Linked DNA regions of Xenopus tropicalis: region 2 is linked to region 1. A link is a contact called in public Hi-C data. All regions are on one chromosome and are shown on one strand. The core of a region is the stretch at or near the end of the contact, and the rest is flanking DNA. Distances in the headings are between cores, read along the strand shown. Region 1 has its middle 24 kb from the start of cdc25b. Region 2 has its middle 31 kb from the start of spef1.

Evidence for each region. A called contact is a pair of places that touch in the nucleus more often than the background predicts.
Region 2: a contact with region 1 is called in a Hi-C map of gastrula embryo, with 2.0 times the contacts expected there. The contact joins two enhancer-like sites. A contact is called at or near these places in 2 of 5 Hi-C or Micro-C datasets (gastrula embryo and neurula embryo).

The regions. Positions count from the first base shown.
Region 1 is chr1:15,551,941-15,554,640 of UCB_Xtro_10.0, reverse strand. No RefSeq gene overlaps it. Among named protein-coding and RNA genes, the nearest start is that of cdc25b, 24 kb to the left of the region's middle. Within about 2 kb of position 1,295, at least 1 of the 11 cell types and tissues checked has an H3K27ac peak or open chromatin away from gene starts, as enhancers often do. A contact at or near this core is called in gastrula embryo, where this site is marked.
Region 2 is chr1:15,626,701-15,629,400 of UCB_Xtro_10.0, reverse strand. No RefSeq gene overlaps it. Among named protein-coding and RNA genes, the nearest start is that of spef1, 31 kb to the left of the region's middle. Within about 2 kb of position 1,325, at least 5 of the 11 cell types and tissues checked have an H3K27ac peak or open chromatin away from gene starts, as enhancers often do. A contact at or near this core is called in gastrula embryo, where this site is marked.

The sequences.
Region 1 (2,700 bases), core at 46-2,545:
CACTGGTTTGTAGCATCATAAGTCATGGCTCACAGGTCTTTGTGGCATGGGTGTAAGAACTCACTGCCCCAACAAGCTAAACAGTCAGCAGTTAGTCCCCCAAATAAGACATTGCTAATAGTGTTAAGGTCCCCATACACCTTAGACCAATTCGGCAGCTAATCGGCCCGTGTAGGGGCACTACAGACGGGCCTGCCCGAACGATATCTGGCCTGAAATCGGGCAGATCTTGGTCGGGCAGGTTAAAAAATCTAGTCGGATCGGGGACTGCATCGGCTCGTTGACTTTGCCTATACCCGCTATACCCGCTGAATTAGCCTGGATTCTCCCAATATTGCCCACCCGTAGGTGGGCACCTTTAGTGAAGATTGTTTTCCGGTGAGGGCCTAAAGGTGGTTCTTCTGAAAGCAAAAACTGTGAACGTTAAGGAAGAACTAGTAGGAGGCACCTAGTGGGTGGGTGACTTGTGTGGGTGTAGGGAGGCTGTGGGCATATATTGTTCTGCAGAATGTTCATTCACAAGCAGTAGATATTCCTTGGGAAGTGTCCACGTGAAAAGAAGCCATCAGCCTTAACTCTTTACAAAGTATTGCATTGCTCTATGTTGGTTAGATGGGTTAGCAGCCTCTAAAGAACCCAAGGAGATCAATTCAGCTCATGGCCCCAAATAGTGATTGTCGCCTAATCCTTACCGCAGGGACCCCAACCTTTCTTACTCGTGAGCCACAGTTAAATGTAAAAAAACTTGGAGAGCAACACAAGCATCATAAAAGTTCATGGAGGAGCCAAATAAGGGCTGTGATTGGCTATTAGGGGCCTCTATGCACCCTATCAGCTTACAGGGGGCTTTATTTGGTAGGAAATCTTGTTTTTATTCAACCAAAACTTGCCCCCAAGTCAGGAATTCAAAAATAACTCCCTGGTTTGGGGGCACTGAGAGCAACATCCAAGGGGTTGGGGAGCAACATGTTGCCCCTGAGCCACTGGTTGGGGATCACTGCCTTACAGTGTAGGGTGAAAAGGCCAAAAATGTAGGGTCATCAAACCACTCCTCTCTTCTCTACTCTTCATACCAGCTTTTTATGGTAAGTGGGAAAACCAGCTGCACGCACCCCCCACAATTCCATCTGCACCTTCACAGGTTTTTAAATGATAATCAGAACTTGCTGACGAGGGGCCCATATGTTTAGCATCACAATCGGAGCCTAATTGAGCACATGTGGACACCAAGGTCGTAGGTAGTTGATGGCGAGCTAATTTCCTCAGGTTTCAATGGGCCTAATTAGCCAACAGTGTTGGCGGACAACAAAAGCCAGGCTCAGCATTGGGCATGGGATAAAGGGACCGACCGCGGGTCTGCAGGGTCTAAGGGCCTCTCAACAGGGGAGGAAAAAACAGTTTGCAAAAGGAATTTAGCACCAAAACATAAAATCAGTGACCTTGGCAACCAGAAAGCAGACTGACTGTCAGCACATTTAGTGCCCCCAGTTTGGCTGTCAGTAGGATTATAGATTGTAAGCTCTTGTGGACAGGGCCCTCTGATGCTATTTCTATTCTGTAACCCTTAGTTGTTGGATTATTGTTAGTTATAAATAAATGTAAAGTGCTGAGTGATGATGGGGGCTGCAGGTTAAAGCTGGGGTGGAGGGGGGGGCAAAGGATGGACATTACTTGGATGAAACCCAAGACAAAACCATTACAGTGGAATAATAGGTTAGATGTAGTTTCACCTGTGGCACTTTCTAGTCAGGAGGGCATTCACAGGTTGGGGGTCAAAGCTAAATATCATCTCTGCTTTATCCCCAAACCGGCCCTGCTCTCCTATAAATCTTCCAGGATGACATAACCATTACTTGGTTGCTAGGGTCAGTGACCCCACTAACACCTTGATATTCCTGTTCATCTACTTTCATTATTACCGATGCCTTATTGATATCAGAATGCTTTCACCAGTGCTGCAGACAAACTACAGTGGCCTGGCAGGGACATGTGCAATCTACCCTCCGTACTACCAGACAATGGTACAGGTGCAAAACCAATATCTGCAGTGTTGGGGCAATTGTGGCCAACCAGGAAACTTCATTGCCGGCCTGGCCTGTGCCTTGAACATGCTGAGCCACTTCTGCCATTGGAAGGGCCATTTAGACACCCTGTCCAGGGCAAGTCGGGGGCTTTTATTGGCCAGTGTATGGCGACCTTAACTCAGGCTATTAACAAGTTGAGTGGGTGGAACTATGTCCTATGTCCCAGGGCAAGTATTTCTAGAGGGGCTAAATACACAGCTCTTTGTAGTCGACACTGTGCCAGCGTACGGGGGCTTGATGCCATCACAGCGGTTTATTTTCATCCCCCTGGGTATGTGGATGCAGTTATTGCCCCCCTTGAAGCTGGAATGCCCAGGGCCGCTTGTTTATAACGGAATGGAGGCTCGCTGTGCCCCAAACTATTCATGTCTTAACACAAGATCTTCCTTCCTCCCATAAAACAACAAACATCTCCGGCTAAAATAAGCACTTCAAAAGCCACAGAGAGAGGAGCTGCCCTTCCTGTTTTCTGCCGTCTCTCAGCCCAAAGCAATGGGGAACCATTAACTCCTTCACTCGCAATGTGGGTGGCACCGGGTGGCAGAGATAACACAGATATGAGGGTGCATTTACCATCCCTAGGGGCACGGTTGCACCAACTCCTTGCGCTGCCCCC
Region 2 (2,700 bases), core at 76-2,575, 75 kb before region 1:
TCGGTTTAGGTACTGGTATAGGATCTGTTATCCGGAAACCCATTATCCAGAAAGCTCCGAATTACGGAAAGTCTGTCTCCCATAGACTCCATTTTAATAAAATAATTCCGATTTTTAAAAATGATTTCCTATTTCTATGTAATAATAAAACAGTACCTGTACTTGATCCCAACTAAGATATAATTACCCCTTATTGGGGGCAGAACAGCCCTATTGGGTTTATTTCATGGTTAAATGATTCCCTTTTCTCTGTAATAATAAAACAGTACCTGTACTTGATCCCAACTAAGATATAATTACCCCTTATTGGGGGCAGAACAGCCCTATTGGGTTTATTTAATGGTTAAATGATTCCCTTTTCTCTGTAATAATAAAACAGTACCTGTACTTGATCCCAACTAAGATATAATTACCCCTTATTGGGGGCAAAACAGCCCTATTGGGTTTATTTAATGGTTAAATTATCCCTGTATAACTCAGCCTGCAGCCTTGTGCCTTTATATGGGCACAGAACCCCTCAGTGACTGCTAATATCCTTATCATTTACAGTAGGGGGTACATTATTCCTTATAATACATGAGTGATACTCAGAGTTCCCTGTATAACTCAGCCTGCAGCCTTGTGCCTTTATATGGGCACAGAACCCCTCAGTGACTGCTAATATCCTTATCATTTACAGTAGGGGGTACATTATTCCTTATAATACATGAGTGATACTCAGAGTTCCCTGTATAACTCAGCCTGCAGCCTTGTGCCTTTATATGGGGGGCACAGAACCCCTCAGTGACTGCTAATATCCTTATCATTTACAGTAGGGGGTACATTATCCCTTATAATACATGAGTGATACTCAGAGTTCCCTGTATAACTCAGCCTGCAGCCTTGTGCCTTTATATGGGCACAGAACCCCTCAGTGACTGCTAATATCCTTATCATTTACAGTAGGGGGTACATTATCCCTTATAATACACGAGTGATAGTGACAGGTGTATATGCATGGGGGTCTGACTAATTGAATTTTAATAGCAAAACGTTCCTAGCACAGGTGTAGGGGTGCAGGGGCTAGTAAGAGTAGCTTATGGCTACTAGCCCTGCTCTTTGCTTCTCGTCAGACCGAGGGCTCAGGGGCGGGTAGGTGGGTGCCATACTGGGACGCTGTTGGGTCTGAGCCAGTAACCGCAGCAGATGGAGTCAGTGCAGAAAGCCCCTAATTGTTTTCAACTATCAGCCTCTTTGATGTAGAAAAGCCACAGATTTGCCCCCTGAGAGGGCCGCACCCAGCAGCTTTATCTGGCCCTTCAAACAGTGACAGCTGTAGAGCGCGGGGAGGACAATAATGAGAGATAAGGTTCTCTATTCAGCCTGCACATTCCATGGAGTCTAACCTGTAGGCATCCGAGGGACAGATGGCCGGCAAGCAGCAATAATGGGCCATAGAGACCCTCGGCCAAAGGTTCCTCCTCTCTGAGATTCCCTGCACAACTGTAACCCACACCGCTCAGAGATCATGCTGCAAATCCAGCCCAAATGAAGAAGTAATGAAGTGGTAGCATGGAGGGAGAGTCATGTGACTGCCTCTACTTCCTTTCTGTTGGGACAACAGCAGCCCAGCCTTGCTTTATGGCCCTAGGATGAAAGCAAGGTGAGATTTGCCATACAGGACCCCCAACCTCATTCCCTGATTTGCAGATTTTGCTCCCTAACTACTGATATATCATTATACGATCATTGGCCAGAAAAATGATGAATTTGCTACTGATAAGTTTGTCTCAATTGAGAAGACCTGGGCATCTAATGGGCAATTTGTCTAGCAGTCAATTAACCAATGGTGTGCCCATAGCTACAGGGCCGACATCAGAACTTTGAGGCCCCACACAAGTTATTTATACGGCCCCCCCATGAACACAAGCAGTACCAACATTTGGCCACGCCCCTTGTGTGTGCAATATAAACAGCTGATGTTACTCTATAATAAGCCGTTCATACAAAGAGTTCCATTGGATAATGTGCTAAAAATTCAGTTCATTGGGGGTCAGTAGAGTTTGTCCTGAGTTTAACCCCTTCCCACCTAACTGCCCCTGCGCTGTCATTGCTTGATATGGAAGTTAGGTACGTTTTTGCATAAGTTACATAAACGTGTAAGCATCGGGGCCCAATGATGTTGCTGTGGGGCCCAATAACCAGCTATTCCCCTGCTGGAAAGTTCATGATATAATTCAGTAAATGGATCCCAATACAAACAGCTGTCGTTACTCTGTAATAAGCAGCTCATATAAATAGTTAAAATTAATAATTAGTGAGCTAATAAGTCAGTAAAGTTATTGGGACACAGTGGGATTTACCTTAAGTTGTTTAACTCATTGTTGGTCAGTGGGTTCGTCCCTGAGAAGCTTCTCTGCGTTGTCTTTTGCTTGATACGCAAGTTACTTACGTTCTAGGCAAGTTACGCAGTTTTTTAAGCAGTATTTGCGGAAGTTACGCAATTATTATTATTATTATTAACATTTATTTATAAAGCGCCAACATATCCCGCAGCGCTGTACAATATGTGGGTTTCATACATTGGGCATACAGAGTAACATATAAAGTAACCAATATCCGATACAAGAGGTGAAGAGAGCCCTGCCCAAAAGAGCTTACAATCTACAAGGAGAAAGGGTTGAGACACAAGGTGTGGGGCATGTCGCCAAGCGAGCGGAT